Linked DNA regions of Sus scrofa: region 1 is linked to region 2. Evidence: chromatin contacts called from public HiChIP or PLAC-seq data. All regions are on one chromosome and are shown on one strand. Each heading gives the region's core, a stretch centred on a gene start, on an enhancer-like site or on the middle of the called end of the contact. The rest is flanking DNA. Distances are from core to core; before and after follow the strand shown.

Region 1 (6,051 bases), core at 622-3,121, 1.9 Mb before region 2:
GCTGTCTACCTCTACATGCATTAAATCATGAGCCACTGCAGCTGCCAACCAGCAGTGGAGTGGAGCTCAGGGCAGAGACCAGAAGTGAGGCACTCTGTGCTCTGGGAAAACCAGAAGAACAGATCTTCAGACAGTCAAACGTTTTTAGGAAAAGATTTTATGTGCCCAATTCTTGCATCTCCTCATATCAAGCAAAACACTGAAATCCTTCATGGTGATGTCTGCTTCTAATGACTAGTAGTAACCTTCATGAGGCCAGTAGCAAATTTTTGTAAACTGTATGCATGACTGCATGCACCTCCCCCTTTACCTTTATCACCAGTTATATCCTGGTATTTCCCCTTTCCTCTCTGAGGCTATATTTATTAGAGCTGTGTGAATGCAGCCACCTCCAAGGCTAAGCTGCTGAGCCCTGAGGGAACTCAGGAAAGAAAGAATACCTGTCACTTTGCAGCCATCAGACTACAGCCACTCCTAACAGCAAAGTGTGAGGAAATTTAGGCTGTGAAAACACGGGATACTGGCCCAGATAGCTAAAGTGCATATCAAAGGAATGATTTTAGTGAGGCCAGACCTCTGGGTCTTCCCAAAGAAAAGGGCTTAATTCTGTAACTTGAGATACCTAGTTTTCGGTAATCTTTTGTTCCTACTACCTGCCCTTTGTTCAAAAAACAACAACAACAAAAAAAAACCCAAAACCCCAATGACAATAAAAAACTTCCTCTATATCCTTATTCCCCCCTACTCCCGCTGCAGAATGTTTTTTTCTGGGTTACTTCAGATGTTTCCTCCTGGGCTTAAGACCTGATTTTGCCCCAAACAAAACTTAACTTTTAGGTTGTGCATTTTTTTTTTTTTTAAGTCAACACATTCTTTACTTATCTAAATTTAGTTCAAACTTCTAGGCCTAACATAAATGCCATCTCCTTCAAGAAGTCTTTCTTCTATCCTGCTGTGTTCTTTCCCTTCTATATATATCTTCCCCCTTCCCCTGTTGGACACTCTCAGGCTATTTTATGAGATTTGCAGTTTAGCTCAGTACTTTGTGAGTTTCCATAGCAAGATTCCATTCAATACAGCAATATTTATTGAGCACCTCTGCATCAGACATTGTACTAGGCCTTAGGAATAGCGTTAAATGAAACCCCGGCCTTCAAGATTAGTAGGAGAGACGAACAGGTAAACACATTAAATACCCCAGTGAGCTTCAAGAGACTTGGTTCGGTAGTGAAGTACCAAAGCACCTCAAAGGAGGTATAGGGGAGCAATTGCCATCTAGGCACAGCTTCACCGTAAATAGCCTAATAATTCAACCCAGTGATTATAAAGGTATAATTAACAGCTCCTGCCTCAGAATCATTTGGATTTTGTAAGGAAAAAGAAAAAAGGCAGATTCACATCTACTAGAATCAGAATGAAGGAAAGTGACACTTAAATCTGAGTTTTAAACAAACTCCCCATGTATTTAAATCATCCAAAATTTAAGAATAGAGTGGAGCCAAATTTCGCAGATCTCATTCACAAGCTACTTCCTCCTCCTAGCAGGACAACCTGCGGGGTGTCTCTTCCCTTCCTGCGCCGTTTCCAGACGTCGTCCACATGCCGCAGGCCTTCTCTCCTGAGGCTTTGGTCAGTCACCCTCAGTCCGAAAAGCCCAGCGGACACTCAGACCCTCGCTCCGCAAAGGATTGGAGGGGGTGGGGGCTACGCTACAGGTCAACCTAAAAGGCGGGAGGGGCAGCAAGAGAGCCGAAAGGGAGAGCTCTTTGATTGACGCGAAAAATGCCCAATGAGAGAAGAGGACTAGTGACGCTTCCGCCCTAATGGGCAAGGCATTAGCTATTTCAACCAATCCAGCTCAGAAATGTCTACCTTGTGGGAGGTCTTGAGGCTGCTTAGGTCGTTGTCTGTTGAACCGCTTGTGGAAGTCGTTCGGCTTTGAGTAGGGGGTTAAAGTCGTTCTCGAGAGGAAAGTCTCTGGCCGAAGAGAAAATGAGTTTAGCTCTGAGGTCGGTAATGAGGAGGCGGCAATGCTCTCCACACCACGCAGCGGGCCCCAGGGTGGGTGTGTGTGGAAGGGAGGCAGCTTGGGGCGAGGCAAGGAAGGGAATGCAGTTTGGGACGAGGGAAGGGAGCCTTGGCCACCTTTCCTGGGCCAGACTCCTCATCTTCGGGGCCCGGGTGAGCTCCGTGCAGTTAGACGGTCATTTCTGTCAGGCCACTGGGCTTTGGACCCCAACAACCTGGGTTGTTATAGTCTCGAGGAGGCAGTGAAATATCGCGAGGTTTCTACGCTCTTGTTTATGTGAACTAGGAAACCAGGCCTTGGAGCATCCTTAGTAAAGTTCCCGTCATTCCTTCGCTTATGGCCTCCACCGCAGCTCCCTTCCTGCTAACATCTAACCCGTAGATTTTAGAAATAACGTAAAGCCCTCCTTGCTTCACTATGTAATAGTAGACCCATTTTAGTGCTTTTAGTTGGTAATCTCTTAGATTCCCTGAGTTTATTTTTCGCTCATTTCCAACCACTAACCTACCATTTGTTGCCTACTTCCCAACTCCGACTAGGCGTGTTACCGTAAAAATACCTATAGAGTTACACCTAACTAAAAAGGTACCGAGTTCTGATAAGGCATAATCGTGGTATCCTTGGCTGGGGTCAGTGGTCGGTGGTTTGCGAACTTGTCCTCTCAAAATCTTGGGAAAAGAATGGCCGACCCCCAGAACGTCCAGGCTTGTGTGAAGTGGGGTCTCCTGTGAAAGCAAGATCTACCTCAGCTTTATCATATCTCTTTTGGTCACTTTCTAGTCATCTCTTGCCTTTTGTGTGTGTGTGTGTGTGTGTGTGTGGTAGATTTCAGAGAACAAAGCAACTTAAAATGCAAACAGATAACGTGTCTAATAAAATCAACTGGGTTTTTACATTTTCTAAGTTTTACAGAATTCTTCTGCTTCAAACTTGCAACCCTATTTGAAAATTTGGAACATCTCAAGATATTTCTGGCTTTTACAATAAATTCCTTTTTTTCTTCAGCCTTTTTCAGGGTTTATGAAAAATTAAATCCAAATGTATATGTTAAGTGAGATTTACAAGACAGTTGACTCCACATTATTATATAGCGTTAGCACAAATATGTACTTTTCTGGTGTTTAATAGTATGCTTAGGCTAAGTTTTTTGGGTGATTGTTAATAATATCAGTGGGAGAAATTGCAAATAAAATGCCAAACTTAAAAATGTGTAATCTAAAAACACTTTTGATCCACAATGCCAAAAGAGTTTATGTTAATTGATGAGTTAGATGTCTTTTTGTAGTAATTTTGATAGTTATTAACACTATAAAAGTAAGCCTAATATGTAGTGATCATCAATTGTGAATTCTTTTTTTTTTTTTTAACAGACATTGTAAAACGAGTAACTATGGGTGCTTTGTTTTTTTGGGGGGGTTCTGATATAAAACTAATGTTTCTTATTCACATTTCTTGTTTCTTCCATAGTAATATTAGTGGAAATAAATAAAAAGCCAGGAGGAAGGGAAGTAAGGTCCTCATTTCTTTAATAACTTAACACTTTTCAGTTTTAGGAAGCACAAGTTTATAGCACCTTAGTCGATGGGAAGAGCAGGGCTTTGACTCATGTAAGGAAAATCTCTTCCTTTCATGTAAGGAAAATACTTCCTTTTTAGAAATTTAGGTATTTATTAATTGGCTAATTTTTTGTATTTTTGGATTCTTATTTGAGTCATTTAGAAGCATAGGAGAATGGGATTAAAGTGCAATAAATAGGGTTTTCTGTCTTCATTTCATAGAAATGAGCTTGTAGTAGACAAAACAAAAAGGAAAAAAAGAAGAGAACTCTCTGAAGAACAGAAACAAGAAATTAAAGATGCTTTTGAACTATTTGACACGGACAAAGATGAAGCAATAGATTACCATGAATTAAAGGTAATATACTCGACCTCTATCTGTTAAAATGATTTGCATATTGACAGTTGATTAAAAATATATTTATAAATATTTTAATTTGGTTTTGGAAATATGAAATCATTTTAAACATTTACCATTAAGTGCTTTTAATAAAATTGAATAGTACTTGTAGCATATCTTTTTAGAAACTCCTTCTCATATGGTAAAATGAATAGTATAATGTAAAAATACATTCCTATGGAGGGGCTTATTTTTCATTCACGTAGTTAAAAAAAATAAAGCTATGGTATTTAAACTATACTTACCGTATTCCTCTTCCCACTTTGGTGTTTCTTCTTTTTTGGTGACATATTTTTCAGATTGAGGGAGTGTTACTCGTTTTTTAATTTGAACATGTTGGTAACAGTCTCATCCTGTTTTCTCTGGTGCAGGAAACATAAGTGATATCTGATGTTGACACAATGCTAATGGGGAAAGTGTCAATTTTAGGTTCTAGAAATATTTATAAAGAATCAAAGGGGAATTGGTATTTAAGGTAGGTTGGATCTTACACTCAGCACAATGAGGAAGATAGTATTCTTATAGCTCTGTACTCACAGTTTCTTTTAGTTACCCAGTTTTGATCAATTCTTTTTTTTAATAATGTTTCTTCTATTTGTTGCTATTGTTATTATATTGGTTTGGGATCTTAATTCATATCTGAAACTTCCTAATTGGTTTCTCTTTTTCCTGTACACTCTCATTAAATTCATCTTTCTAAAATTCTTTCATCATATTATTCATTGCTCATAAGCTTTATTTTGTATACTCCGTAAAGTTCACATTTTTAAAAATTTTTATTGAATGCCCTCCACACTTTTGCTACGACCTACTTTTTTTCTCATTTGCTAACTGTTTTCTTCTACCTAATCTCTTCCTATTCAGGTAAGGTGAACTGCTCTATTCCCTGTCTTCAAGCTTATTCTTTATTTTAGTGTGTATTTTAATACTAGTCATTTTTTTCTAAATGCCCTTCTGCTCTACTTCATTCGTGCACCATTTAAGGAACAACTATAATCTTCTAAATTAGACTTCTTTAACCATCTCTTATTACTTGTAACTAGTATCTAGATCTCTTCTTTCTCTAAGCTCAGGGTCCTAGATTACTTACTTGATAACTAGTCATAGAGAATCTGATGAAAATTCTTATTTTAATTTTTTAATCTCTTCTTCTGTATAACTTTTTAATATTTATATTATACCTTCTTTCCATTTTGATTGTTAATAGTTTGAAAATGAATAAGCCATTAAAATTATCTTTCACAAAAGTCAGTGCATTGTATAGTGTATTGTCTAAACTCATTGATTAGTTTGTCATATTAAAAAAGGGATATATAGATGAAAAAATTGCCATCTAATTTTAGTACTGAAGAAAAACTATCACTATTATTTTAGAGACATAAAATATGCGAAAGAATATATGTTTTATTGATGTATTGTAACTTTTAAGTACTAAAAACTTATTTGAGAATGGGAAATCACTTTTGTAAAAAATGCATTATAATTTGCTTTTCTCTTTTAATCCAAAAGGTGGCAATGAGAGCCTTGGGGTTTGATGTAAAAAAAGCTGATATACTGAAGATTCTTAAAGATTATGACAGAGAAGCCACGGGGAAAATCACCTTTGAAGATTTTAATGAAGTTGGTGTGTATTTTAATAGTCTTTGTAATCATCAATTGTTAGAAAATTACCTAACTATTTTAAAAATTCTCTCGGTTGTGGAATTTTGTTACCGAGTATATATGATATGGATCTTAATTTTGGGTTTTTTTTTGGTATTTTTTGCTGATTTTCAAAGAAAAAAATAAGATTTATTGCTTCATTGTAAATGGGATTTATCATTTTGTCTTTTGTTCTGTTCTGAAGATTTTAACCAAGGAACTATTGTATAGCTTCTTATGGAAGGATATCTTTCCATGTAATGTGTGCCTATATTTTGTGATAAAACTAAAAAAAATCATCAAAAAATTATTTTCTTGGAATTCCCTCATGGCTCAGTGGTAAGGAACCCAAGTTCCTGTCATGGTTCAGTGGTAAGGAACCTGACTAGTATCCATGAGGACACCAGTTTGATCCCTGGACTCGC
Region 2 (6,101 bases), core at 878-3,377:
GGTCCTGCTCTCCAGGTATTTAGGTCTAATTAAGTAAACATTATACACTGTAGAAGGAGGGATTACAAATGCATTTTATAAGAAAGTAGAATTATGTTTATTAAAGGTAAGAGGAAATTTCTTAGAGAAGCTATCTGGGAAATATTATGCAAAAAATATGGCGCTAGACTTTGGAAAACTGACAAGTCTTAACGGTTGAAAATGTTCCAGGTAGGTATAGGTGTTAAAGGAGAGGGTAATTATTTGTTGCTTTTCTTAAGTAATGGAAATAGGTAAATTCCTCTACTTCCAGGCATGTAACCTTATACGTTATACTTATTCTGATTTAAAAAAACTAGGAGATGCTGCCTTAAAACATATAGTGTATGCATTTTAATCTTTAAAAAACATTACTTATATAATGGATTTTTCATTGTAATATAAATAGGAACATTAAAGGATACTAACCAAGAGTTATTTATCAACTTGCCATACACTAAATAAGGAACATAGAACCCCATGATCTATTAAAAATGATTAGCAGATAACTGATTTCCTTCCCTGGTTTTACTGTGGCAGGAATGGATTCTAATAATTTGAATACTAGTGTCACATAGAAGGAGCTATTTTGTGAACCTCAATGATTCTGCCAAATTTAGGACAGAGATAAGAACCACAGTGTAAGAAATGAAAAGAGTAAGACTTCACAGGATGTGTGGTCACTGACAGACTGATAGCCATTTTCCTTCTCCACCTTTTCTTCCTCAAGGATAGCAACTGCTTTCCAATGATACACTAGCAGCCAGCTCCAATCTCTCTCTACCATACTTAGAATTTGCAGATGCCCTGGGGCATGTTTACAAACTTGTGCCATCCAGCACAAAGTAGTACCTTCGGGGAAGTTCTGGATTCATCTTCAATAGGATTTGTTTCACAAAACAGATCCCCCAATAAACACAATTTAAGTAAAAATAACTCACACTCCCAGTCTCTATTCCTCTTTCTAAAATAAAGTAATTGGCCAGTGCATGCTTCTTTGGGATGGCTCAGAACTCTGATTCCTAGGGTTTTAAGACCATCTTATAGCTTGGATATCACCTATCCAGGTACTCTGGTAAGGAGCATGAAACTTAACATCTCTAACCACCCCTGTCAACTCAACTTTCTTAAACTCTTTTGAAGCTTTCTAGTTTCCCATCCCAATTCCAGCTTTACGGCAGAACCAGACCCAATAGTAAAAAGAAATTCCACCGATTAAACTGCAGATATAGTCACGACTTAAGCAAGGATCCTCAGGTTGCGAGATGAATTTCTGGGTTATAGGTATTTTGTATAGCTATTTCAAGCCTGCCTCTAGTCCTATGTATAGCCAAATAAAAAGAGAGGTGACAGGTACATAAAACGGAAATGCCTTTTGGAAAAAACAACACAAATTTGGGAGCTATACAGGGTTTTGATATTTTTCCATCTAATTATATACATTATATACATAATATATATATTTAAGCTAAAAGGAAACCGTCCTCAATGGCATGTATTAAACAGGCAGAATTTTCTTCCCGATTTCTTAGCTCTAGGTAGATGTCTTTCTGGTTTCAGCTGATATCTGTGAATAGTGAAGAAACTTCTCATGATCAAATTCCACTGCCCTGAGGAAGGGTAGAGCCGGAGGACCCTTTAAAGCAGGGAGCAGAGACGACAGAGGAACAGGTCTGTGGGGATCCAGAAAGTCTTCAAGGATAGCCAGAAAAATGAGAAGGTGAAAAGAGAAAGAGCGTAGCTGGGCTGAAGAAATCACTGCATTGTCTCAGTAATAGCGCGCCTGTGGTTTCCTCCCGCTCTATATCCTCTGGATCTGGGTCGGCTCCCAACCATGCACCAACCTGAACTGCTTTTCCAGGATGAGGGAGCGCTCTTGCCCAACCCACCCAACCTACCTCGAGGATCCTCGCAGACGCTACAGTGGCGCACCGCCCACCCGCCCACCTACCTGTGCTGCGCCTGCGCCTCCCCCACGCACTCTCAAGGTCAGTACCACCCCCAGCCTCTATCCTGGCACCCACGGAAATGGCAATAGAGGACGTCCTGCGTATCCTCACCTCTGCGTGGCGTGGGGTCGCCGGCGTTCAGGAGATGGGAGGGACTTCCTGTCCCGCGCAAGAGGAGCTTCCGGCAGAGCCGGAAGACCTTCTCCTTCGCGGTGTCGAGTGGATCCCGGCTGCGGAGTGGGGAGGGGAGGTCTGGGCCGGTCCCGGCGACTCCAGCGCCTCTGGTCCACGACCTGTCCTTGGAGCCATGGTGAGTCCTTCTCTGAGGGCTGGATTTACCACAGTGGGGAGGAAAGGGCTGGAAGTTCAGGCTGTGAAGGTAGCCGGTCCGGTGTTGAGCTGGGGATGAAGCGGGCGGGCGCTATGTGGTGAGCAGTAGGGCAGGACATACTCTCTGCTCTGGAGCTCCGGGACCTCTCAGGAAGCAGTGTCTGTCCAGCCCAACCGCGAGCTCTGTCCAGGAGTACGGGATAGGTAGAATGTTCACGGCCCATTCACTGCGGACGGCCGGTGGAGCCAGGTGGTCCCAGAGTTGACCTTGCCCTGTTGATCAGCTCTTTTCTCTCTTCACCTGCAGGGCGGTGGCCAAGAACTTGAGATCTTAAAGTGACTTAAGCCTTTCCAGGTGGACACAACAGATCCCATTGTAGAGGATCAACACCTGTCACTTACAAAAAGAAAAAAAACCCGAAAAAACGAAAACAAAAATGGCATATAACTGAGCCCATTTGCAACTGGATAAGGTGTCAAAAAATCTGGACTTAATAGAGGGTCTTTATTGGAAAGGAATGTTGTAAGGGCATGGAGGAGGGAACTATGGCGTCGAGAGGATGCCTTTACCATGAATAAGATCTGCAAGAGTCACAAAGTTTAGGCAGAAGTGTTATTTATTTATTTATTATTTTCAGGAGTAGGAAACAAGGATAGGAAGAAATGTGGGGAAGTGAGATGAAGGGGTGGTGTGACTGGACTGTAAATAAGGGTAAGTTTTACTTTCGGGCTAACCTGTTCTGAGGAAAAACTATTGAGGAATTGTATCATGATTCAGACTGAGCGACGGCCAAAGTTCAGGAACCTGGGGGAAGAGATTTTAGAATTTGAGTAACATTTGTTTCAGTTGTTCTGTGGGGACAAGCAGTTCAACTAATCATTTTTGAAAGAAAGAGTGGGAATTTGCAGTAGCTATGTCTGACCTTGTTGTAGGTGTACGGGGGGTGGGTAATTCCTGAGTTTTGCTTTCCTAAGTCCTCTGGGGACCCTTGGTTCTTTGCATAAACCATTTCCAAAACACAGAGTGGCTGGTGGTGGTGAGGTTTCTTAACCTTTGCTGTTTTGCAATATCATGGGGATCCAGGAATGTTCCAAATTGACAGTTAATAGCTGTATAAAAGATTTCACATCCTCATCTGGAGAATATTCTGTCTTGTAGTTTAGCTTCAGTCTTCCATATTTTTTCAGGACCAAATGTTGACATTGTTCAGCTACTGCGATGATTGACATTTGAATGACTTGTAGAAACTTAACTGACTGAAACCAAAGAACTTGGAAGTAATATGGTTCCTGGTGCACTCTACCAGCTCTTTTGGGAACTAGTGTGTGTATATGTTTCTTTAAATCTCAGTGAACAGTACAATTTGTAATTTTAAAGAGTTTTTTCTCCTTTTGTATCAATAAAATTAGACAAAGGTAAGGAGTAGTAGAACTTGGAGGAACTAAAAATAATAACTAGCTTAACTACCTGCCTCCCTCTTTTCACTCCAGTTGTGTTCAGAGGGAAGAATCTGAGGTCTAGAAATAGGCAGTGATTTACAATACTTTGGCACAGTTTGAACTTTAACTCAGATCTCCAGTTCTTAAATTTAAGCTCAGTTTTTAATATCTTGATTTGAAAAGTTGAAGATAGGCCGTAATTAAAATCTAAAGAAATGTTGATTGTTAACAAAGAAGCTGAACATGAACTTGTCGTCTGTATTCTGTAGTAATAGAAGTAGAACCCCCGTCCCTCTGCCAGCTCAAAAAAGGTAGTTTTGTTTTAAGCTAAAGTAATCTCATGATATTTATCAAAATGTTACTTAAGAGAATGTCACCTGTAGAGTTATCACCAGGAGCTGCATAGGTTGACTCTTTCCATTTTGTTACTGCTTATATTTCTGAGTTACTAAATGCCTGGCTTCAACTTTCCCAATTATGAAATTGAGAATGTCTGTATATGCAAGTGTAGTCATTGACCGGAATCAGAAAGGGTTTAGCTATTAAATGAGGTGAACAGGGGTTGAATTTATTTAGGATTCAGCTTAGTTGAGATCTTGCACACTGCTTGAACCCAATGATATAATGAAAAGAATGCAGTACTTGAACTCAGAAAGCCCAGATTCTCCCCATTATTAGTTATGTGAATTTGGCAAAATCACTCAACTTAGATAAGGATTCCAGTTTCCTTCTATATAAGAGAAGTGGAACTTGGTGAGAATTAAAACACCTTTTAACTCTTATATTTATGATTCTATGACTTCATTGAGGACTTTTGTAGAATTTTCAGAAGGTTTCTGATTAAGTAAAATTGAGTTTGATTCCACTGTCCCCCACTGCCCCCACATTTCTCAAGTCTGATTTATTTTAAAAAAATCATTCATTTTTAAATATACCAGGTAATACTTGGAATCTTTGTCAGTGTTTGGTCAGGTATTTTATTACTGCCTTAAATACTATCTCAAAATGGAAAGCAAAGGCTTTTTTGTTTTACACTTTGATTTTATTTTTGTTTTAATCGATGTAAACTCATGATCTAGCTAAAAATACTGAGTATTCACTCTCAGTGTTTGTTTTTGTGTTGTGAGAATGGATAGTCCATAGAAAACTTACCAAAGAAGTATAACTGTTTATTATATACTTTTCTTTTTGAAAATTATAATCCAACTTTAATCAAACAGATCTTTCCATCATTTAGGCTGATTTGTGGGAGGAGAGTAGATTAGAACAAGCTCCTGGAATTGGAGGAATCTAATGGCTTGTTTTACCTATGTAGCATACTGTAGTAGCTTTTAAGGCTGGGATTGTGCTCTGGTGTGTTGGTTGTGGAAAAAAAAAAAAGGTTGTGCATCTCTGCCTTAATCAGAGTTAATGAGAAAGTTCTCTTTTTGAGCAGTAAAGAGGGCTGTTGGGAACAGATAATGTAGTAAATGTCATAAGAGCAATACATGTAAGGTATTCAAACAGTAGTACAGAGGGAAGAAATTAATTCTGATGGGGGTGAGGGTGGCTTCAACTTAGTTTTTAAAAGTGGGTTGAGCAGTAATTCTCATCAGATTCTTCTGTGAGGCTTGATAAAAATGTTTTTCCAGGCTCCATTATTAGGGGTGGAATTTCTTCCAAGATAAGTATAAAACTCATTAAAAATTACATTCTCAGTTTCAGCTAAGTCTGAAGCTGGTGATCTTTAAGCATACTTTGAAGGAACTCTAATGGAGACATTAGAAATTTTAATGGAGATATTAGAGGTTTTTGTGGGCTGAGTGGTAATCAGATGTGTGGTGTGTTGATATGGTGAATTACTTTAATCAATTTTTGAATGTTGAACTAGTCTCTAATACCTGGAATAAATTTCACTCTATTGTGTATAATTCTTCTTATACATTGTTGATTTGATTTGTTAGTGTTTTGTTTAAAATTTTTGCATACATGTTTATGAGAGATAATGGTCCGTAGTTTTTTTGTTTGTTTGTTTTTTGTGTTCTTATAATGCCTCTTCTGGTTTTAGTATTACACCATGCCTCTCCTGATTTTAGTATTAGGGTAATGCTGGCTTCATAGAATGAGTTAAGAAGTATTCCCTCTGCTTCTATCCTCTGAAAGAGAATATAGAGAATTGCTATAATTTCTTTCTTAAATGTTTGGTAGAATTTACCAGTGCACCTTACTGGGCGTGGTGCCATTTATTTTGGAAGGTTATTAATTATTGACTCAATTTCTTTAATAGATGTAGGCCTATTCAGATTGTGTATTTCTTTTTCTTTTTCTTTTTCTTTTTTTCTTTTTTTTTTCTTTTTTGGGCTGCACTTGTGGCATATGGAGGTT

What was found. HiChIP or PLAC-seq counts read pairs in DNA pulled down with a chosen protein or histone mark.
Region 1: an H3K27ac HiChIP or PLAC-seq map of skeletal muscle shows a contact between it and region 2, with 9 times the contacts expected there. The contact joins the promoter of CETN3 here to the promoter of TMEM161B in region 2. A contact is called at or near these places in 1 of 5 promoter capture datasets (fetal skeletal muscle) and 2 of 2 datasets of contacts at active chromatin or transcription factors (alveolar macrophages and skeletal muscle).

Annotation. Positions count from the first base shown.
Region 1 is chr2:97,589,140-97,595,190 of Sscrofa11.1, reverse strand. CETN3 (centrin-3) reads left to right here and starts at 1,871. Exons shown (of 5, transcript XM_003123777.3): 1 at 1,871-2,009; 2 at 3,808-3,943; 3 at 5,495-5,609. The coding sequence starts at 1,993. It overlaps LOC102167126 (a long non-coding RNA gene), which reads right to left and starts at 1,979. Exons shown (of 2, transcript XR_002342050.1): 1 at 1,873-1,979.
Region 2 is chr2:95,696,601-95,702,701 of Sscrofa11.1, reverse strand. TMEM161B (transmembrane protein 161B) reads left to right here and starts at 2,127. Exons shown (of 12, transcript XM_003123774.5): 1 at 2,127-2,277. The coding sequence starts at 2,275.